Linked DNA regions of Mus musculus: all the other regions are linked to region 1. A link is a contact called in public ChIA-PET, HiChIP or PLAC-seq and promoter capture Hi-C data. All regions are on one chromosome and are shown on one strand. Each heading gives the region's core, a stretch centred on a gene start, on an enhancer-like site or on the middle of the called end of the contact. The rest is flanking DNA. Distances are from core to core; before and after follow the strand shown.

What was found. Promoter capture Hi-C pulls out the DNA fragments that hold promoters and counts their contacts. ChIA-PET counts read pairs in DNA pulled down with a chosen protein or histone mark. HiChIP or PLAC-seq counts read pairs in DNA pulled down with a chosen protein or histone mark.
Region 2: a promoter capture Hi-C map of hippocampal neurons shows a contact between it and region 1, with 3 times the contacts expected there. The contact joins the enhancer-like site here to the promoter of Cdc7 in region 1. A contact is called at or near these places in 5 of 39 promoter capture datasets (the 3T3-L1 cell line, 3T3-L1-derived adipocytes, frontonasal cranial neural crest and 2 more), 5 of 115 datasets of contacts at active chromatin or transcription factors (the NIH/3T3 cell line, bone marrow-derived macrophages, embryonic stem cells and 2 more) and 3 of 9 other capture datasets (adipose tissue, liver and pancreatic islet).
Region 3: a contact with region 1 is called in an RNA polymerase II ChIA-PET map of memory CD8 T cells, with 7 read pairs. The contact joins the enhancer-like site here to the promoter of Cdc7 in region 1. A contact is called at or near these places in 1 of 39 promoter capture datasets (stem cell-derived epiblast-like cells), 3 of 115 datasets of contacts at active chromatin or transcription factors (embryonic stem cells, large pre-B cells and memory CD8 T cells) and 1 of 9 other capture datasets (adipose tissue).
Region 4: a contact with region 1 is called in an H3K27ac HiChIP or PLAC-seq map of differentiating embryonic stem cells, with 2.5 times the contacts expected there. The contact joins the enhancer-like site here to the promoter of Cdc7 in region 1. A contact is called at or near these places in 5 of 39 promoter capture datasets (the HPC-7 cell line, cranial neural crest, hematopoietic stem and progenitor cells and 2 more), 1 of 15 datasets of contacts at CTCF or cohesin (large pre-B cells), 4 of 115 datasets of contacts at active chromatin or transcription factors (differentiating embryonic stem cells, embryonic basal ganglia, embryonic stem cells and 1 more) and 2 of 9 other capture datasets (adipose tissue and liver).
Region 5: an H3K27ac HiChIP or PLAC-seq map of trophoblast stem cells shows a contact between it and region 1, with 2.1 times the contacts expected there. The contact joins the enhancer-like site here to the promoter of Cdc7 in region 1. A contact is called at or near these places in 3 of 39 promoter capture datasets (3T3-L1-derived adipocytes, frontonasal cranial neural crest and hippocampal neurons), 3 of 115 datasets of contacts at active chromatin or transcription factors (double positive thymocytes, extraembryonic endoderm stem cells and trophoblast stem cells) and 3 of 9 other capture datasets (adipose tissue, liver and pancreatic islet).
Region 6: a promoter capture Hi-C map of 3T3-L1-derived adipocytes shows a contact between it and region 1, with 4 times the contacts expected there. The contact joins the enhancer-like site here to the promoter of Cdc7 in region 1. A contact is called at or near these places in 3 of 39 promoter capture datasets (the 3T3-L1 cell line, 3T3-L1-derived adipocytes and hippocampal neurons), 4 of 115 datasets of contacts at active chromatin or transcription factors (astrocytes, bone marrow-derived macrophages, extraembryonic endoderm stem cells and 1 more) and 1 of 9 other capture datasets (adipose tissue).

Annotation. Positions count from the first base shown.
Region 1 is chr5:106,962,455-106,965,951 of GRCm38.p6, forward strand. It overlaps Cdc7 (cell division cycle 7 (S. cerevisiae)), which reads left to right and starts at 1,868. Exons shown (of 12, transcript NM_009863.3): 1 at 1,868-1,971; 2 at 2,479-2,660. The coding sequence starts at 2,564.
Region 2 is chr5:107,143,032-107,146,491 of GRCm38.p6, forward strand. The region is part of intron 7 of Tgfbr3 (transforming growth factor, beta receptor III); the gene reads right to left. Among named protein-coding and RNA genes, the nearest start is that of Gm42146, 50 kb to the left of the region's middle. Within about 2 kb of position 1,605, at least 10 of the 459 cell types and tissues checked have an H3K27ac peak or open chromatin away from gene starts, as enhancers often do. A contact at or near this core is called in hippocampal neurons, where this site is marked.
Region 3 is chr5:106,823,979-106,827,515 of GRCm38.p6, forward strand. No RefSeq gene overlaps it. Among named protein-coding and RNA genes, the nearest start is that of Gm33327, 23 kb to the left of the region's middle. Within about 2 kb of position 1,498, at least 126 of the 459 cell types and tissues checked have an H3K27ac peak or open chromatin away from gene starts, as enhancers often do. A contact at or near this core is called in memory CD8 T cells, where this site is marked.
Region 4 is chr5:107,218,180-107,221,484 of GRCm38.p6, forward strand. All of the region lies in intron 2 of Tgfbr3 (transforming growth factor, beta receptor III), which reads right to left. Among named protein-coding and RNA genes, the nearest start is that of Tgfbr3, 70 kb to the right of the region's middle. Within about 2 kb of position 1,907, at least 45 of the 459 cell types and tissues checked have an H3K27ac peak or open chromatin away from gene starts, as enhancers often do. A contact at or near this core is called in adipose tissue and differentiating embryonic stem cells, where this site is marked.
Region 5 is chr5:107,109,513-107,113,125 of GRCm38.p6, forward strand. Tgfbr3 (transforming growth factor, beta receptor III) reads right to left here. Exons shown (of 17, transcript NM_011578.4): 17 at 1-245. The coding sequence ends at 127. Among named protein-coding and RNA genes, the nearest start is that of Gm42146, 17 kb to the left of the region's middle. Within about 2 kb of position 1,794, at least 112 of the 459 cell types and tissues checked have an H3K27ac peak or open chromatin away from gene starts, as enhancers often do. A contact at or near this core is called in 3T3-L1-derived adipocytes, adipose tissue, extraembryonic endoderm stem cells and 2 more, where this site is marked.
Region 6 is chr5:107,166,060-107,169,214 of GRCm38.p6, forward strand. All of the region lies in intron 4 of Tgfbr3 (transforming growth factor, beta receptor III), which reads right to left. Among named protein-coding and RNA genes, the nearest start is that of Gm42146, 73 kb to the left of the region's middle. Within about 2 kb of position 1,387, at least 176 of the 459 cell types and tissues checked have an H3K27ac peak or open chromatin away from gene starts, as enhancers often do. A contact at or near this core is called in 3T3-L1-derived adipocytes, adipose tissue, astrocytes and 1 more, where this site is marked.

The DNA of each region.
Region 1 (3,497 bases), core at 618-3,117:
AGAAACTTTAAAAATGTATTTACATCGATGTTCTGCCTCCATAGAGGTCTGTCAGGTCACCTGGAACTGGAGTTACAGACAGTTGTGAACTGCCATGTGGGTACTGGGATGTAAACCTTAGTCCTTTGAAAGAGCAGCCAGTGCTCTTAAACGCTAAACCATGTCTTCAGCCCTGCAGCCATGCTTTTAACAAGGACAAGGGTATGGTGGCTAATCTTGGTTCTCAGCTTAGCTGCATCTGGAATGAACTGAAACTCAAGCATGTGGGTCTTCCTATGAGGGACTTTTCTAGGTTTGTTTGTTTGAGGTGGGAGATCCACTGTAAATCCCGATCATCTGAGATGAGAAGGTCCACCGTGAATCTAGACCACCACTGCTGCTGGCAGCCCACACAGTCGGAAGTAAGAGAAGGAAGCTTTGCTCTTTGCCTGCTCCCCTTGCTCTCACTGGCAAGTCCATTTACCCTGATGCTGAGCTGTCATTGGTGTTGGAACCACTCCTTTGGAAGCAAACTGAAGGTCAGAAGCTCTCTAGGAATTCCCTGGGACACCAGCAGCAGATTGGAACTACTGAGACATCCAGCAAAGATACCAGATTCTTTGCCTTTCCATTGTTGGACAACCTGGACCACAGCATGCATGCCACTCTGATAAATAGCACATACACATATATACACATTCACATAAATACATACATTCACACATCTGCATACTCATTCTGTCAATTCTGTTCCTTAAAGAACCCTGACTAATAAAATCAGCATAGAGTTTTGTCATATTTTCTCCATCTGTGCCTTGTGGAAGATTATGAGGTAAATGTATTTTTCATGGGCAAAAGGTAAATTGGGGCTTTCTTGTAAAAAAAAGAACTATCAGAAAACACTACTTATAATTCTTCACTATTAATGCTAAAGTAAAAAAAATATTTGTGGTCTTTCACTGTGTTAACTAATCTAATGAATGGTAATAATACTAACTCCTTAGAAATTCTTTTACTATGTATGTATTTACACACATACACACACCTGTATACCATGTAAACAGATTGTAGCATGAAAATCACAGTTATGATATTCCAGGAGCTAGTAAAAATTATTGATTGAATAAACATGCCTATAGCTGGACACTCTCTCTGGTCTGGGCTAGGCTGCTCTAGTGGAGGTGGACTGTCGTCTAAGAATGTCAGAGCTGGGGTTGTCAAGTTCTGGCTATGGCATGACTCTCGATAGTGGGGTTACCTGAACAAGAGGGGCCAAAATTCCAGCATTGATGGGGTAGGGAATTTCCTGGCCCAGTCCCTTACTGAGGCCCTGGCAGAGCGTAGTTGCCAGGCCAGGAGGGATCATTCTTTTTGGAGATGCAACCGGTGTTAAGAGTCCGATGCATAATCCAGTGGATCACTCCACACCCACGCAATATAGACTTAGTGGGTTACTAAAAGACGCGAAATTGGGATAGCTTTTTGACTGCCTTATTCACCACCGTTATTCGCTCAGTCCCTAAAAACTGGTTTATATCACAACTAAATAAATGATCAACATACATTGCAGCTGGTCTCTACTATAAGATCCTCAAGAACCAGTGGTTAAACTTTTTGTTTTTCGTTGAGAAAAGTAAAACCGGACTCAACCAAGTGCCTTTTACCCGAGAAGTGTCCAGCGTGTTGAGACCACAGTGTGAGGCCGAGAGAGAACGCTAAGGACCGGGCGACGGGACGAGGAATCCCGGGCGCCTTTTTAGTCCTGGGGCTCGCTAACTCAGCAAAGGACCACCGAGCCCTCTCTGCTGCACTCTTCCTTTCCGACCGCCCCGCCTTGAAAAACCACGCCTCTTGCGCAGGCGCCGAGGGCTTCGGAATGCGCATGAGCAATTCAAAGCAGCGCGGGAAGAATCGCGCATGCGCGCCTGGCGGCCCGGCTCAGTGGGACGCTCCTGAGGGAAGCGACCGCGGACGTCCTAACTTCTGTGAACCGTGAGTTTCTGACAGTTTTCCCCCCTGCCGTGGACGGTGAGGGACCGGGGACGAGTTCTTGATCGTGACTTAGGTCGTGTCGCCCTGCGGGCATCCCGCGGCGGGAAGAGGTGCGCCTGCGCACTGAGCTTCCCGTTGGCACTGGCGGACAGTCCGCCCTACGCACTCGCCCAGGGCGGCCCATTCATTCATTTATCCTTCTGTTGGCACCCTGCTGCCCTCGGTCGGCTCCAGTCGAGTGGAGTGTCACGCCCTGGCGAGCGACTTCCTCCCGGGCAAACCGCAGTCCTTCCCCGCAGCCTCCCGGGGATCCCTAGCCGGCTGCAGCCCGCTCCACCTGTCCCCCGCGGGAGTGCTCGCCGCAGGCCAGTGGCAGCGACGCCGCTCCGGCTGGGATTTGGACATATGGTGCGGGTTTTAGTGCTACCTCCTGAAGGGCAGGTGGTTTGGTGCGTGCCTGCTTGGGTGAGCTACTTCGCCCTTCTCACCGTGTTGTGATTTTCACAGCTGCTGCTCTCGCCTGTGCACATGACCCCGTAGCCCGCTCTTTGCATCCCAGTCGTGCGTAGTGGAAGCCTCTTTGGGGACTCAGATGGAGGAGCCAATGGCGTTTTCTTCCCTTCGTGGCAGTGACAGGTGTCCGGCTGATGACTCTTTAAAAAAATATGAGCAGAGTGTTAAACTTTCAGGTATGTGCTCAATGCCACGGTCACACGGTTCTGAAGTCGCACGGGCAGCCAGTCTGCATCTTCTAATTCGAGGAAAGGGGAAAAAAGAAATGTAATTAAATTACACTCCCAGAAATAAACAGAAAAACCACACACACACCTGACTAGTAAACTGAGTTGTATGTTTAAATTTCACATGTCAACATAATATCATGAAGTCTAGATTTAGGATTGGATCGCGTTTTAAGAGGTGTGGAATCCAGTTTTCATTTTAGAGGACGTCGGTTGGGTCCAAATATTAGTGGCTTTTTAGGAAAGCATGTTTGTTGACACCTGACTTTTTTCTTCCACACCCACTGTAGCCTTACTGTGTAAAGTTTGGTTTTAGGAATTGGTGGGGAAGGGATTAAGGATTCATAAACAAAATTCACAGGCAGAAACAAGTGGAATGTTTGTAACGGATACTTTTTTCTTCGTAAAGTGGAATGTAGCTCAGCCGCAGACTCTAGTTTTAGAAGGTGGCTGAAAAGTCCCATATTGTGTACTTTCAGCAGGACATAGAGGTAAACGTCTGTAAACCCAAGGGGAGGTGGAGATCAGGAGTTCAACCCTGCCTCAGCCCCACCCCAAGAAACACTGTGCACAGTGCCCATGTGGTAGTGTTCACTTAACATACATGTTTGTAAACAAAATTCCAGTTGACTGTATTCTTTCCTAAAAGCTAGCCATCTTTGTCCTAAGAAAATTTAGACTTATCCAAAAAGATACTAATTTTGACTTTTAATTTATGATACACAATTTATATACCCCCCCCCAAAAGCTTTAACCCCATTTAAAAAAGCATAACATCACATATTT
Region 2 (3,460 bases), core at 355-2,854, 180 kb after region 1:
GTACACAGGTGTGCACACCGTGTTTACAAACATGCCTGTGGCTTTGCATCTTGTGGCCTAGATCTACAGGGAAGATGGCATGATCACATGACTCTCCCAATGCTGTATGAACTATTAGCTTCCACATAGTAAACCTCAAACCTTTACATGTCATCTGACTGATTAGGTGTTCTGAAATTGTATTCACTTGCCAATTTTGTTAATATACTATATTTTATGCTGTGGAGTACTATTAAGATATCACCCAGGTAGTAGCATTGTATTTAGTAATAAAGGAGGAAGCCCTTATATGCTTACACAGGCAACATGCATATTAAAACTGAAAGGATGTAACGATTGATATGGCCCCTCTATAACAATATGGAAATTGTTAAAGCCATATTAAAGGTTAGTTTTCATTAATAATCTGTTACAACACTAAAATGAAAGGATTCTTTCAAGGAAGTATATGACTGGCCTCTGACTAGCCGAGATACAGGCAGCAAATGTCTATGTCCCCTGCTGACTCCTGTGTCAGGGATCCTGTTGATGAGTGAGGAGGCTGGTCACTGCAGAGAGACCCGATGGGAAGGCACAGTGCCCACAACTGCTCCAACAGGGCTGGGGCATGTCCAGAGCACAGATTATACCACTGTCACGCCACATCAACGTCCCTTTAATTTCCATGCCCACTGATTTTCTCCTGCGTGTCTGTAGCATTTTTCCTAAATTCCTCATTTGTTTCCCATTCTATTTACCCCAAACATGACCAAATATTAATCCTTTCCCACTGTAGAGTCGTAAAAGATTCACGGGCTCTCAGTTCTCTTGGCCTCCGTGTTGTGGGAGATTGGCTGCGGACACTTTTACTCCAAGTCAAAACTTCAATGTGTCACCCAAAATCTTCTCCTGTTACCCAAAGAGCTGATCTAGGGACCAACCTGCCATGACTGGCCAGTCACGACTTTGCATATGCATGCAAAGAAAAGGGAGTGAGAACTGAATCCTGCCACCATCTGTAAGCCAGGTTATAGACCGACAGGCATTAGCTCTTACTCACATTCAGAGGAAACTCCTAAAGGAAGAAGGAGAAGAAGAAGAGAGAGAGAAGGGAAGAGAGAGGGAGAGAGGAAGGGAGAGAAGGAAAGAGAGGGCTGTAGGCGAAGGAAAGGGAGAGAGAAAGGGAGAGAGCGAAAGAAAAGAAGAGAAAGAAAGAGATAGGGAGAAGGGGGAGGGAGAGAGAGGGAAATGGGATTGAAAATGGAATGAGATAAAGAGGAATCGGGGCTGAAGTAGTAAGAGCCAGCAGCTCTCAGAGCTTCACTCAGCCAGCCTGCTGAGGTGCAGCATCTCCCAGCCCTTCAAAGCAGCATGTGTTTTGACTGGCTGGAACCGCAACCTTGGCCTAAACAATACTGCCTGGCCTCATCTGCCCTAGACTTTCATGTTGTCAGACAGCTGAGAAAATACCGTATTTCCAGAATCTCATCATCGCAATGGCCACCTGTTCTGCTGCACCAGGACAGAATAATCTCTTCACGCCTTTCCACATTAAACACAGGAGCTGTCTGTGTGATTCACGTTAATTGTGGCTTGGAACTGAAAAGATCAGACATCACTCTGCACTAGGAGAGCAGCAGGATGACGGGAGGCAAGCTGGTTCTCAGCATTGAGTAAATCCCTCATTTCTGTGTTCCTAGGACTCTCCAGACTTTCCCAACGTAGTGCAGCTAAGGGGGTGCTCAAAGGACGTTTCCCCTAATACCACCACCATTATCTTCAGCCCCATTTTGTGAACTAGTAGCTGGGTTGGGTGGAAGGGGCTCTGCCTCCCCCCCCCCCACCCCCATGCCTTTGAAACAATGGTGAAGAGAAGGGCTTAACGGAGAATAGTGTGCTGAGGATCTGCACACTGGGCCTTTAAACTAGCATCGTTTCTAAGAGTAGGCTCCATCAAAGAATACAAGAGAAAACTTAGCTTTTAAGTTTATTATGATTTCATCCTTGTGTGTGTGTGTGTGTGCACATGTGGAGCTTGAAGGACCATTTGCAGGAGCTGGCCCTCTCCTTCCACCAAGTGCATACCAGGGACAAAGCTCTGGTCCTTAGATTAGGCAGCAGGTGCCTTTACCCACTTAGCCATCTCTCTGGCCCATAAGAGGAAGCCTCTAAGAAGCCTCCTCCTCTTTTCTGTTCTGAGGTTCTCCCTGCTGTAGAAGTGACTGGGCCACGTCCACAGGGAGGACCTGCGGAAGGGGCCAGAGCCACACTGCAGTGTTGCTGCTGATCTTGTTGCATAGCCTTCCTATCTCTCTGATCACTTCCCACTGCCGCCTATGCTGTGCCTCTAACAAACCCACACACAGCCATGCGGGTGTGCTGCTGGCATTACTCTTTCAGGGTCTTATGAACTTTGGTAGCTCTCCTGTTTTCACCTTGGTTAATGAAGCCCTTTGAGTTTCCTGTGGACAAATTCTTCAAGGGAGTGCTTATGGAAGAAAGGTGAGTCTTTGTACAACAGGTCTGTGATAGACCTTCACATGTATTTTCCTAAGTTAGTCTTCCTTTAATACAGGAGCTAGGTTCTACCATTGCTCCACTAGTGAGAAAGAAGCTGTGATGCACAGACTGGGTAACACACGGAGCTGAGAATGCTCCATGTACCTGTGTGCTTTAAAAAGACCCCATATGCCCTTAACAAGTACTTGCTGGGTGGTTGAATGAGCTTAGCTAAACCCCACAATGAGTGAGTGCTGTCACTGTCCCATTTCACAGTTACACCATGTTCAGTCGTACTGTCCGCCATGAACTGGCAGCTGGAGATGGTACCTGAATCTAGCTTTGTGTGGTTGAGTCAGAGTCCTTTACTCTTCACATGTAACCATATTGTCTGTAAAGGGAAGACCATTTCTCTCTTCCTAAGCTGCAACCTAAACTTTTGTCTTAGCATGTACCTGTTCCTCATAGCACAGCTCACATCTGGGACAGGGAGTTAGAAGTCAAAGAGCCTGAAACTGACTGGGGAATAAAAGATCATCATGAAACATTACCTAATTGTTTAGCAATGTTGTCATGTATTGTCCAGGACTGGCCTGGAACAGGAGTGCAGCCAGAGAGAGGAATATAAACAGATCTTGTTTGGGATGATGGCCGATCTTATTCCTCGTCTTTCTTAGTCTCTCTGATTCCTCTGACAGACAGGGACATTCAAGCAAAGCCCAGGACCACTGTGGTCCAGGCACGTGCATGCAGGGACAGCAGAGCCGCCAGTCAGAGCTAAGTACATACAAACTCCAGCAGGGAGTTAAAGTGCACCGCATGTTTTCTGCCTTTCAAGGCATGATTCCCTTTCCTGTTTTTGTTATTCTGAAACTAAAAACAGTTGGCCGGCGTGCCAGGCAGCAAAGGCAGCAGACACTCCAGGTCGCCACCACCCCTTACGCCATGCCAAGGGAAGGCAATCAAAATATCTGTGACCTTG
Region 3 (3,537 bases), core at 248-2,747, 140 kb before region 1:
CTTCCACACTTGTTCCAGCTCATATCCTTTGAGTTCTAGGTCTGAAGTGTGTGGTGTCTTCAGCAATGGGGACTTACCTTCAACCTCTGGGAGGCAACAAAAGACAATAGCAATAGCCTTTATTGCTTTGTTTTGGGAGTCTTGTAGTCTTTCCCACAGGGGAGCCCCTAAATTGATTTTTCAGTAGCAAGTGGTCAGCCCTGAAATCATGTACATGCAACAATGAATGGGTTCAGCTGGCTGTATTTATATATTTATATATATATATATGTATTTGCATATAACCATTAGGGAAGAGGAGTCCAGGAATTTGGGGGGAGAAATAAAGGCATGGGGGGAGGGGAGAAAAAAAGGGAATGGAGGAAAGTTATCTAAATTTTTAAATTAAAAACTGAAACAAACAAAACAGCCCAGGAATGAAGACTCTCACTTATAATCCTGGCACTGAAGACATGTTAACAGCGAACCCCTGGGGCCTGGTGGCCATCCAACCTAACTTAGTTGGTAAGTTCTGGGGAAGTTAGAAGCCAATCGTTCACATTTAAACAAAGAGGACTGGAGAGATGGCTTAGCAGTGAAGAGCACTGGCTGCTCTGCCAGAGAACCAGGGTTCAATTCCCAGCACCCACATGGCAGCTCACAGCTGTCTGTAACTCCAACTCCGGGAGATCTGACAACTTCACACAGACACACGAGCAAGAGAACCAACAATGCACACAAAAATAAATAAAATCATTTAAACAAAGAAATGGTGGAAAGCTGATAGGGAATGACACTCAGTGTCCTTTGGTCCTATGTATGTATACATGTCTGTGCATGCACACATGTGGGAGTGTGTGCATACATGTAAAAAGAATAAGAAAATTTCCTCGGTGATTCAAAGGGCAGCTACTCTTGCAGCAGACACACTGACATGAAGGAAGTCTCCGTGCTCCCTTCTGTGAGCACCTGGGCACACAGCCCTCTGTTAGCTAGGACGAAAACCAAGTTTGGCGTCGGTAACTTTGGCTATCACACAGCCTATGCATTTGTAGAGCATTTAGCTTATTGACCTAAATGTTCTCATCTTTAGGGAGGAAAAAGTAGCTTAATTAATTCACAATAAAAATCCTCCATTTCATAGAAGATAAACCTAATATAACTCAAACAGAATTGAACGTGTGATAAGATTCAGCCATCAGCATGCAGCAGCCTTAAAAATTACAACATCTGACCTTAATATGTGTGAATCTATCAAGATTCCATTGTCGACATGTATATTTTTTGATATTCTTCTCTGAGCCGAAATCATGTCATTTATATGCAAATGGCCGCATCCTCAGCAGCTGCGGAGTCCCAGCTGAAGCCGAGGGACTTATTTGCACTTAATAAAGCCTCATAAATAGGTTTTGCTTCTAAGTGGGTGGGGGAGCGGGAGCCCGGTAGCCCTTTACAGTTACAGGCTCCTTTTTGTTTTGAAAGCAGACTGGCCACCTCTAACAGGATGGTTCTCAGTTGCCAAGAAACAAGATCGTCACAACCTCCCCTTCCGGCCTCCGCGGATGGCAAATGTTTGTCTTGTGGTGAGAGCGGTAACTCAGTCCGCACTCCACGACCAGCCGCTGTCCAAGCCTCCAGCGAGGGGTTGGAAGAGTCCAGTTGGGAAGCCCCAGCGGGAGAGCCAAGGGGTGGGGGCATCTGCCCTCGGGAGCAGAGAGTTTCTCTCCGCGAAACTGTAAGCCCTGTATGCGGAACATTGGTTTCCTTGATTGTCCAACCAAACAGTGTGCCGTGCTCAGCATGTAGGTTCCCCCTTTCCAGTCTTCATTTGTGGCACAGGAGACTGAACCCAGGGGCTATGCAGGTGAATAAGCACTCTCTACAGAGCCCACACCAGTCCCCCAGCCCCACCCCTACCCCAAACCCAACTAAAGAAAGAAGAAATGATTATGCGGACTTGGGGCACACAGGCTTCAAATTCTACTTTTTTCTACCAAACCTCCTCACAACCAACCATGCTTGTACTTCCGAGTCACCAGAAACATCTCGTTTCCTGTTTAAGATTTAGGACATGTTTCTTAAAAATGGTAAAAGATAGGCACTGTCTTCCGCTGTTAGATGCACAGCGACCCTGAGATGTCACATGAACGACAGTGACTGGACACAGGGTCATTCGCTTTTGTTTCTAAGGCACCAGCTGCTGGTTTAGTAATAGTGACTTCTTGTCCAGGTAGCAGGCTGCTTCTGAGCTTTACTTCCAGTGTGTAAGCACCTGGCTCAGCAGAGGCGGTTCTACAGTCTGACAAATGTGGACGATCACTGAAGACACTGGTTAACAATACTATCATTACATTGTCACCAGCCTGGCAGGGAGACAAACAGCCTGCCACGTCGACTGATCAGAGGTATTTATAATTGCAAAAAGCATAAAAGTCAGTCTCTCTCTCTCTCTCTGTCTCTCTCTCTGTCTCTCTCCCTTCCTCCCCCCTCCCTCCCTCCTTAAGGGAACTTAGAAGTCTGCCTGGCCTCATAGACAGGGAGGAATCCAGGACATTCTTGTCTTATGTCTCCCGACCTTGGTTTCTTTAATTTGAAAACAGACAGTCTCTCTCTCTCTCTCTCTCTCTCTCTCTCTCTCTCTCTCTCTCTCTCTCTCTCTCTCTCTCTCTCTCTCTCTTTCCCTCCCTCCCTCCCTCCCTCCCTCCTTAAGGGAACTTAGAAGTCTGCCTGGCCTCATAGACAGGGAGGAATCCAGGACATTCTTGTCTTATGTCTCCCGACCTTGGTTTCTTTAATTTGAAAACAGACTGCACCTGTCCTGCCTCTTCATAATACAAGAATTGTCCTAGAGTTTCTATTGCTGCAGTGGAACTGTGAGTAAAAGCAAGCTGGGGATGGAAGGGTTTATTTGGCTTACAGTTCCACATCTGTTCATCACTGAAGGAAGAAGTCAGGACAGGAGCTCAAATGGCAGGAATCCAGAGGCTGGAGCTGACCCACAGGCCATGGAAGGTGCTGCCTCCTGGTTCCCTCCCTCCTCATGGCTTGCTTAGCTTGTTTTCTCATAGAACCCAGCACCAGGCTGGCCTCCCCCATCAATCACTAATTAAGAAAATATCTCACAACTGGATCTTATGGAGGCATTTTCTCCATTGTGGTTCCCTCCTTTCAGATGACTTTAGTTTGTGTCAGTTTGACACAAAACTAGCTGGGTCACATATAAAATATTTAACAGATCTAAAATACTAAGTCTCTAATAGTAATATATCCCATCTTTCTATTTTTAATTATATACATATGCATCATGGAGGTGTGGATAGATACTCAGGGACTGGAGTTACAAATGGTCCTGAGCCACCATGTTGGTCCTGGGAATTGAACCCATGTCTACTGTCCACGCACTCCCTATTTGAGATATTTAATGAAAGAAATTTCTTCCAACCTTGTCCTAAGTGGATGGCTGCAGAGATCTGGCAGCCATGGCTACGTCTTCACTGGTAGCCATGGTTACATCTTCCCTATGGTCTTCACTGGTGCTGTGGTTATTCCTTGATCCAT
Region 4 (3,305 bases), core at 657-3,156, 260 kb after region 1:
TATCTCTGGCTGCTCTAGAGCGGTGACAGCATTTTCAGGAAATGGAGCATGAGGTAAAGAAGTTAGATCACCTGTGGTGAAGCGGGCAATGGACTTCCAGCCCCTTACCTTTCTTTCTGCCTCCAGGGCTATCCTGAGATGAGTAGTTCCCTCTACCACGTGCTCCTACCAGGACACACTATGTCCCTACAGACCCAAAATGATAGAAGCAAGCAACCATGACCCAAAAGCCATGATATAATGCCTCAGACACAAACCTTTCTTCCACTTAATTATATCCCAGGGTTTTTGTTACGGCAACAGAAAGCTTAATAATACAGAGTGCTCCTGGCACTTACAGCATTTAATAATACAGAGTGCTCCTGGCACCCCAGCATTTTTGTGTTTGCTCATTATGTTTTGTTTTCCCTACAAGTTTGGAAAAAAAAAGCCCACAACGTATTACCAAGCATACACTAAAAACAAACAAACAAACAAACAAAAAATAATGATGTGTATGTGAGAAATTATCCATTCAAAAGTATAAAAGGTGAGGCAGCAGCTCAGAAGATAAAGTGCCTGCTCCTGAGGGCGTGAAGTCCTTATCCCCAAAACACACACAGCAAGTAGCCCTGGCTATGGGAAGGCAAGACCAGCAGATCCTCAGAGCTTACCAACCAGCTAATCAATGAGATCCAGGCTCAGTGAGAGACCCTGTCTCAAAAGCTAAGGTGGAGAGTAACGAAGACTCCTGACATCAAGCTCTAGCCACCACAAGCACACATTCACACACATGTGCAACTACACACAGACACACTAAATAAATAAATAAACACATCTAACAAATTTTAAATGTTATATAAAACAATGTCTTCAACAGTTTGATATACCGTCAGGCTGATATAGTAAATATAATAACAAGATCATTCCCCTTCACACAGCTCCCACTCTGCTGGGCAATGCTGAGTCCTGTACAGCAGGAGGAGGTGGCGTCCTCCGCATCTTAAACAAAAGGACAATAGCTCTGCACACTTAGGCGACTATTCTAAGGTCACCTGAGGCCTCTGGCCTTCTCCCTTGGTAGACAGCAGTCTGATGAGCAAGACTGAGCAGTATTCACACAGTCTGTGGGAACCAACCAGCCAAACAAACAAAGAAAGCTATCATAGCATAGGTGCTGAAGCATCCTGAGGTTTGTAACGTACTCTGAAATGCATCCAAAATGGAGCCGTCTGGATGGACAGACACACATCTGATAAAGCAACTATTGCAGAATGTTAACTGCGAGGAACTTGGATGTGTAGTGAATGCAGTTTCAACATCTTCCTATGTTGAAATGTTTCATTTTTTAAAATGTCAAGAGGGAGGGTACGCCTATAAAAATTTTATATGTAAGGTCAGAGCAACCTCCAGAAACCACAAACTGGGTGAGAGAGCAAAAGGCCTATCCTCTGACCCAGCGACTTTCCTCCAGGAACTCACCATAGAGAAATCGCATGTGGCATAGCTGGGTTATGCTGAGAGTACAGCATGTACCAGAGGCCAAAACCAAAACCCAGAGAGGGGATAAAAAGAAAATAAAGATTTCAAAAACCATAAATGTGGTGGTGTCCTTTCTAAAAAGGACTTTCTGAACTTTCGCTCTCCAGGTGAAGCCCTAAACAACCCAAGGCTAAGAGAGCCCGCCTAAACCTGGTTGGGCCTCACCCCGAATGCTTAACTGTGTGCTAGCTGTTCTGGCTAAGGCACAGACTTCCTATCAGCTTCTTGACATCAACTGTTCTTTCCCCAACTATTCCGCACAGGATCACACCAAATGAAGGCTGCATCTCCCAGCCCCGTTTGCATCTATACAAGGCTACAGTGACCAAGTTCTGAGATGGAACCAATGGCTGCGCGCATAGAGTCTTCCAAGGGGTGTGGTTACAGGAGGAAGGGGGCGTGTCCTCTGTCTTAAACTCCTTCCTGACCTATAGAATGCAGATGCAATACACAGTGTTAGAGCTCACCTAAGGCCTGCCCACACATTGTGGGACCTGGCTGCATTTAGCTAAGCCTTTTATATGGCTCACACCACGGACCCCCACCCCATGTCTGAGGGGGCACAGTGATGGTTTCTTTTCTTGCCGCACTAACTGGAATGAATGCAACACCTCCAGCCATCAAGGGAAAGATACCAGGAAAGTGTGCTCTGACACCTGCCTGACTGGCTTGCTCTGCAATGCTCTGTGAACTGGGGGGCATCTTCACCAACTAGAGGTTTCTCTTGTGGACACAGCTAAAAACCTATAGTCCTCCTGTTCCTATGCAATCCTGACCCTGTAATCCAGAGACCAGTGAGCAGCCTCAGGGCTCCCTCACCACCTTGAGAGGAAACCTGGACAGAGACTGCTTTCTCTAAATTCATCAACATATGTACTGTTATGGTGGTGGTGGTGGTGGTTGGTTGGTTGGTTGGGTTTCTGTTTGCATTTTGTTTTGTTTTGGGTTTTGTGATTTGTTTTTGTTTTTGTTTTTGTTTTAGAAAAAGGCTGGGGATTTATTTGGCTTGGTAGGTAGCTAGCCTAGCACATAAATTCTGCGCTCAGTCTCAAAACACTGCATAAATTAGGCTTGGTGGCTCGTGTCTGTAACCCCTGCACTCAGCCTTAGGAAAAAGAGGCAGGAGGATGAGAAACTCAAGATCATCTTTGGCTATACAGCAAGTCGTAGGCCAGCCTCAGGTAGATAAGTAAACAAACGTGAAACCAGGCTCCTCCGTCACTAAACATTGCAGAGCTACAGTCATGTCACAGACGCTTTATCTGGATCCTCACAGAAACTTTTATAAGTGAGTAGAATAAATCTTATTTATTCCACTATAACTAAATTGTTGCAAGATGCCAAGTCCTTGGCAATCACGCACTCAGAGATCCCCTCTGGGGCCATTCCACGCTTGAGCTTTCCCGACTGGTCATTCCTCAACAGGAATTCTGGCCATCTGCTACATGTTCTGCCCTGTGTCATCCCTCCTGCCCCTCCCCGGCTCATATCTAAATTTCCTGTGGTCTCCAGGTATAATCTGAGTTGATCCTTCTCTGTTGGCTCTTTAGGAACCCCAGCCTCCCCAAATCTTACTGGGCATCATGTCCTATTAGAATGGACCTCTCTCCTGCCCTGAGGTTGGCTTGTTATCATGCATCACCCTCCTCCCCAGTGCAAACACACACAGTGCCTTCCACAGCCACACTGATGAAGCCATCACCAAACCAGCTTCCCTCACAGAGCAACATCCTCCAAAGCAACACTGTGAGGTTTGCACTGCCCAGGGCTGTCTACAAGGTATA
Region 5 (3,613 bases), core at 544-3,043, 150 kb after region 1:
CTCTCTCTTTACAGGGAACCCAGATCAAGCCTTCTGAGTCTGGACACCCAGCATCGGCATCTGGCCCTGCCCCGGCGGTGGCAGGCATCCGTCTGTCCACCTAGGCAGCGGCGTCCATCTGTCCACCTAGGCCGTGCTGCTGCTAGAGCAGGGAGTGCTCTGAGTGCTCCCTATGCTGTGGGCTGCGCTGCTGTTCTCCGAGGCTGGTGGCGAGGTAGGGACTTGCTGCCTTCGTGCCGTCTCCCCTGCAGTTAAGAAAGACATGTCATATAATGGAATCTGAGGAGGAATGTGTCCCCCACATGGACACCCTTTTCTTTAACATTTTACCTGATGTTTTTCTCAATTAGAGGCAGGAGCAGCTAGCCCAGGAAGGCCTTGTGCTTTAAGGTTTTGTTTTGGTTGGTTGGTTTTTTTGTTTTTTTTGGTTTGTTATTGTTTTTATAAGCCAATAAGAGTGTCTTCTGTATGGCCAGTTGTGGCTAGGATCTCTGGTGGCTCGTGACAATTTCTCTGGATTCTAGAGCCTACAACTCTCAAAGCATCACCAGTATCTGCTAGCTAGGAGTGATTCTTCTGACACCGTGAAACTGCATAACCATCTCACAAGTTCATGACCGAGTTCAAGACCAAGTTGTAAAGTTAATCACAAATCAACATAACAATGTTCTAAGTATGCCTATAATTGTTTTATTTGTGCTAGGGATGAGACGTAGGACTTTGCACAGGCTGGGCATGAGCCACATATCACCATCCCTTTTGCATTCAATGCCTTGTTAAACACCAACCCCACCCCACCCCCGCCCCGCCCCGCCCCGCTAGTGACTTTGAGAGCTTGCCCTGGCCACAGCAAAACAGCTTTGTATGCCCAGCATGAAACCCACCAGAGAAGTACTACTAGGAAGGGGGCTGAGGGGGCTGAGAGGAGAGGGGGCTGGGGTCACTGCCAAGGGAAAACCCTTTGGGGCAAAGAACTCAAACACATGGGACCTGCACTGGTTGCCAGCAAAGCACCTCTTTGCATTTGAGGCTCTCTGTTGAGTTCAGTGTGAGCATCTCCTGACACATTAAATGCCCCACTTGTCATTACACACCCCGCTGCATTACAGCTCCACCCGCTCTTTGTGCCAAGTGTGCAATGCTCTGGAGAGTGAGGAAAGCTCGGGTCACACATGGTTTGCATTTAACTGTGTGAGAGGTCCTATGGTTAGCTAGTCCCTTCTGTGAAACTGGCCTTTAAAAAAAAAAAAAAAGACTCTAGGTAGAGGAGAGAGGTGGGAGCTGCTGCCCCAATGCCCCCTTAGCTGTCCGCACCCCCACCGACGTGGGAAGCCCCCAGCAGGCCAGGTCTGTTTATGAGTTAGGCCCTCTCTTTCCTGTCATACTGAAATACACATCTATCAGCCAGAGATAAGCAACCCTCCCTTCTGCTTCATTAAAACACAACACTGCAGCAGCTAGCACAGGCTCTGACCTCTGAACCAGCTCAGGAACCAGAGGCCTATACTTCCACTGCCTTCCTGGGGCCCCTCAAAGATCTCTGCCAAATGCAGTTCTGCAAAAGGCAGCACCGGCTCCGGCTCCCCGGGTCAGGTTTCAGCTTTCCCTGACACAGCTCCGCCGGCTTCTGCATGCACCTCAGAGCACCTGGGGCCATTGCATGCATTTGGCTGGCTCTAATTATTTTTTCTTCTGGGATTGGAGGGGGAGAAAGGAAGACATCAGTATTCCCAAGGAGCAGGCAAGTCACAGTGTCTTCTCCCCTGCAGGATTTTGGATCTTCCTCAGCACCGCCCCCTTCAAATGTGTATGTAACCACGGGGGAGAAGTAACATCCTGCCAAAAATTCACTGACTCATAAATGGGAGATCATTTCTAGAAAATAATCCAGTCTTTTTTCTTCCTTCCCCCTCTCCCTCTGTTTACCTCCCCTGTCCCTTCTGTGTTTGAACCCAGGGCCTTGGATATGATAGGCCCTACCTGAGTTTATATTCCCATATATTTCTAGCCCTTAACTAACTATTCTGATGTACACACACACACACACACACATACATACATACATAAACACACACACACACACACACACACATACATACACACACACACACACACACACACACACATACATACACACACACACACACACACACACACACACACACACCACTTTACCATTCACATGTTAATTCATTCTCAGTTGAATCCTCCTGTAGCCCATTAGAAGGCTATGGTGGCCATACATAAGCTTGCTTATTTGTTTGTTTGTTTATCCAGAGCTAGAGGCCTTGGACTTGGCTAGGTAAATACTCTGAGTTAAATCCTTTATCTCTGAGCCTCACTAAAAAGAACAACCTCTCCCCTTTTAAGTCACTGGCACACTGGTCTAAAGGGAGGTTCCTCCCATCCCTTTGGGCTCTGCTGGCCTTGTGAGCTCTGGGTCTAGTGGATGAGGCAGGACAGCCCTGCTCCTCCGGGGCAGCACGCTCATGTTTATCTCTTCCAGAACAGGACAATGCTTGATGAGTCAAAGCTCAGGAAAAATGTCAGCAGTGTGTCCTGCCCAGGAAGTCTGGAGATTTGCTTCCTGGGAAGTGTCTCTTTGCTGTGTCAGCGATTTTAATGCCCATTAGAAAAAGCTCTCATAACTTTCAGAGTCTTGGAAGCTCTTGTCTTGCTAATGTAAAACCCTGGAGAGAGAGAGACAGAGACACAGAGAGACACACACACACACACACACACACACACACACACACACACACACACAGACAGACACAGAGAAAAAGAGAGACAGAGAGAGAGGCAGAGAGGGAGGGAGGGAGGGAGGGAGGGGGGAGAGAGAGAGAGAGAGAGAGAGAGCACTAGAGAGAGCGCCCATACTCAAAATAGCGGGGCGTGCCCTGAGGTGGACAGTCACACTAACCTATTACCCTATTACTCTTTCTGACTTTGGTTCCGTGCAAGAGAATCCATCAGGGAACCTGTTTGTAAATGGACCCTGGAGCAGGCTGCAGGCTGGCTATCTGGACTAGATGAATCTGTGAGCTCTGCGTGCAAGGAAGAGACCCTGCCTCAATATATAAAGTATAAAGGTATAAACCTGTCATAGAGGGTTCAAAGGCGTAGGCGACTCAGACGCCAGACAACGAAGAAAGAGGAGGTGCCTAGGGTCTTCATACTCTAGTGGAGTAGATCCCACTGCTGCACTAGAAGCAATATGGCTCCCCTGAGTTTCCTCTGTCCCTTGCAAGACTGGAACCTGCCTGTCATTATCCAGGAAGAAGAGGTCATGCATTCTTTGAAGAGGGTGACCTTGAGGGTACTAGAAACGCTCAGTCCAAGACACCACAGCTGAGTTCAAGGTGCTGCTGAGGAGGTATGACACACTTGGGCTTAGCTGATGACGAGCTCAGCCTCACACCTACTGAAGCAGAGTGGCCTCGGTCTTCTCATGACAGCCCACATGTTTGTTTCCTCTGGAACATGACACGTATTTGATTATCCACACTCAGGAAAAGTAGGAAAAGTGTCAGTACTGTGCCCTGCCCTGGAAGTTTGAGTATTTCTTTTCCCATGTTGCTATGTCAGCACTTTTTATTAATACTCTTTTTTT
Region 6 (3,155 bases), core at 137-2,636, 200 kb after region 1:
GGCAGGTGCATGAGCTCCGGCTTGGGCTATCACTCACAATCCAAAGGGTACCCTGCTGACCACGTCCACCACGGGATCACTCACAGTTCATAACCCTAACCCTAACCCTAACCCTAACCCTAACCCTGATCTGCACCAGGGACTCCAAACCACCCAGGAGTAATGGCAAAAGCAGAGATTAAGATACAGATTCTATCCCACGATAAGATGATTTCTAAGCCAGAAAACTAGATGACAAGGATCGGAGATGCAAAACCTACATTGTCTCAAGCAAAGTGGACAGTTTGTGTGTACCCAGAAAGGAGCTGAGCCATGCTGCAGCCATTCCCTGAAACGGGTTGTGAGGTAGCTTTGGGAGCTGTCCCACAACATCACCATCTGCACCCAGGCACAGCCTAAAAGTTTCACATCAGCATCCCAGAGCCTCCTGGGAGAGTTTTTCCTCTCCTCTCATTATATGAAAATAAAACATTCTGTAACTTCCCTTAACAAAACACTCATTTTTTCTTACCAAATAGCTCTCCGGAGGTTGTCCACTATGTTACCCACAGCCCCAGAGATTAACCTTTGACATCAATGCCGGTGCCTGGGAAGGGCAGATGCATTACGTCACCAGATTAGCTTTATTCCAGAGCTCTAAAGAACCTCCTTGGACTATGCAAGGAAAACCAATCTTCTGTTCAGTGTACTCAAGTTTGTTTAACCTCAATTTGTTGAATGAAAGCGAGGCCTTCACAGGGCTGGGGCCGTGCCTACACACAGACATGACACAACACACCAAGTAGAGCCAGGAAAAGTCCACACTGGGTGAGTCCTCCTGGACAGGATGTCTCGCTTAGGAAACTACAAGAGGGCAAACCAGGGCTCTGGGCCACTCATCTACGCTGCAGTCACCACCCTCCCCAACCTGTCAGGACAAAAGCTTCTACAAGCCCTCTCTGGACCAGGTTTACCAGCTGAAACTGGACTCTCTCCAACGTTCTAAGTGCCACAGTGACATTTAGGAGAGGCTCTCTTACCACAAAGGGGCAGAAACTCAATTCTAGGAAATATGGTAGTTGACTGACCCCAGCTCCTGAAAGGCTCAATCCCCATATAATTACATCTCTGAGGGACAAGCCACAAAACCAACAGATAAGCGGCCTCTTGAGAAGAAACGCATGGTACACAACCACTTGGAATCTCCTCGGGACACAGTGAGTCATTCGGCCAGAGATACTGAAAAGAACCACCACGAATCTGGAAGTGTTTATTTAATCTGCCTTCAAGAGAGAATTTATTTGGGGAAAGACTTCACTGAATGGTGCAGTCAGGTCCCTAGGACACAGGGGTGACACCTCTAGCCTGGTGGGAAGCTCCGTTTGTTTACAGTTCCCTAAGCCATCTGCCTACATGCTCCTCAGAGTCCACCTCCCGGAAGCTGCTACCTCGTCTGCACAGGCAAGAGGGCAAGTCTCATTTTCTCCAACTTCTGGGATCTAAACAACGGTACATTTTTACACTGAACCTCAACTCCCAATTTTCTAGCTAGCTCTGCGAGCGAGCGGTAGAAAGCTCTCTGAACGTAGGTGACTCACCCTTCCCTGTCAATCCCTGGGTCATTTTCCTCAAGCACTCGGGCAGAAAAAACGGATGCTGAATCGGTGAACAGTTCATACGAAGGACATCATAGAAGGTTTGCTAACTTTGTGGGCTCTCAAGTATGGGGCAGAGCTGCCAAAGGATGTTAGAAAGATTTTGTTTTTTAATGCAAAACCATAGAACCCAGGAGTTTTTTCAATTTGTTTATTTTTAAGTTCCCTCCTCCACATGCAAGCTTGACTGAGTTATTCCCAGAGCATTTTTGGACACACTAACCCTCGGTTACACATTGCTTGGCTTGGAAAGGTAACAGCTGCGCATGTGTCCTGTTAGGTGGCGCATGCGCCTTATTAGGCTGACTCCCCCCAGTGCGGCCCTGAGCTCACATCTGGGGCTGCTTAACAACTGATTGGAAATTTAGCCTTTTGATTTCCAGTTAAATACTAGGCACAGGAAAACAAATAGCACTTGTTTTCACCGAGTCTTGTCAGGCATCCAAAATGCAGTGCAAATCAGAGAACTGCCTGTGGTTTGGTGGCAGAGGTCCAAAATACTTGGCCTCCCCGCCCCCTCCAGTTTAAGGAAAAGGAGTAAGCCAGATTTTGGCAATAAGGATTTTTCAGTCACCCTTCCCCCTTCTTTGGACACGCAGAGCTGTTTTTTAAATATTCAGTGTGTTCCTGGTATTAATTTACATTTTTCATTAGGATTAAGTTTTGATTTGTTTTTAAGCCAAAGCCAAAGAATAAAGTTCGGTTTTCCTCACTTATTCCAACTGCCATGCCTTGGTATTTACTCAGATTTGCTGAGGAGGGCAGGGTTCATATTGCTATCTTCTGTTTCCAATTAAATTAGGATATAGTTATCTAGCAGCCGCATTATCAAAGCATAAGAGTTAAAAAAAAAAAAAAAAAAAAACTTGAGGGAACTCGGAAGATCAGCTTAATCCAAATAATCCAAAGTCTTTATCTGTGATGGGGGAACTGAGCCCGGGGTAGCACAACCATGCGCCCTGATGCACAACTCCTTAGTGCTGGAGCCAGAACTAGAACCCATGCTGGGGAGATTAAGCCAAAAACAAAAACCTGGGTTACCAGAAAAAAATACAGGACACCAAATTAAACTTGAACTGTAGCTAAAGAATGTATGGATTTTGTTAGTGTAATTATGTCTAAAATATTGCACAGGCATACTTAAGCAAATTTATTTATCTGAAACTCAACTTGAACTAGAAACCTGCATTTTTATATGTCAAACCCTGGTCACTGTGCTGTGAGACCAACATCTGCCCTGTCCTATCCCCATCTGGCTGCCAAAGATATCCACATTTCTTTCCTGATTTAATGATAAAATGGCTGGGAAAAAAGAAATCACAGGACAGAAACCCATAGAGTATAACACTGGAAGCAGCCGCTTCTTCCCGGAGACTTTCCTAGTCTTAGGCATCCTCATTTCCCCGCTTTAAGTAGACTACAAAACAGCTAACTCTCAAATGGATAGGCCAGACCAGACACTTTATGCTGTTAAGAATCAGTCACTAGGGCCTGTCTGTCTGTACCTGTCTGTCTCTCTCT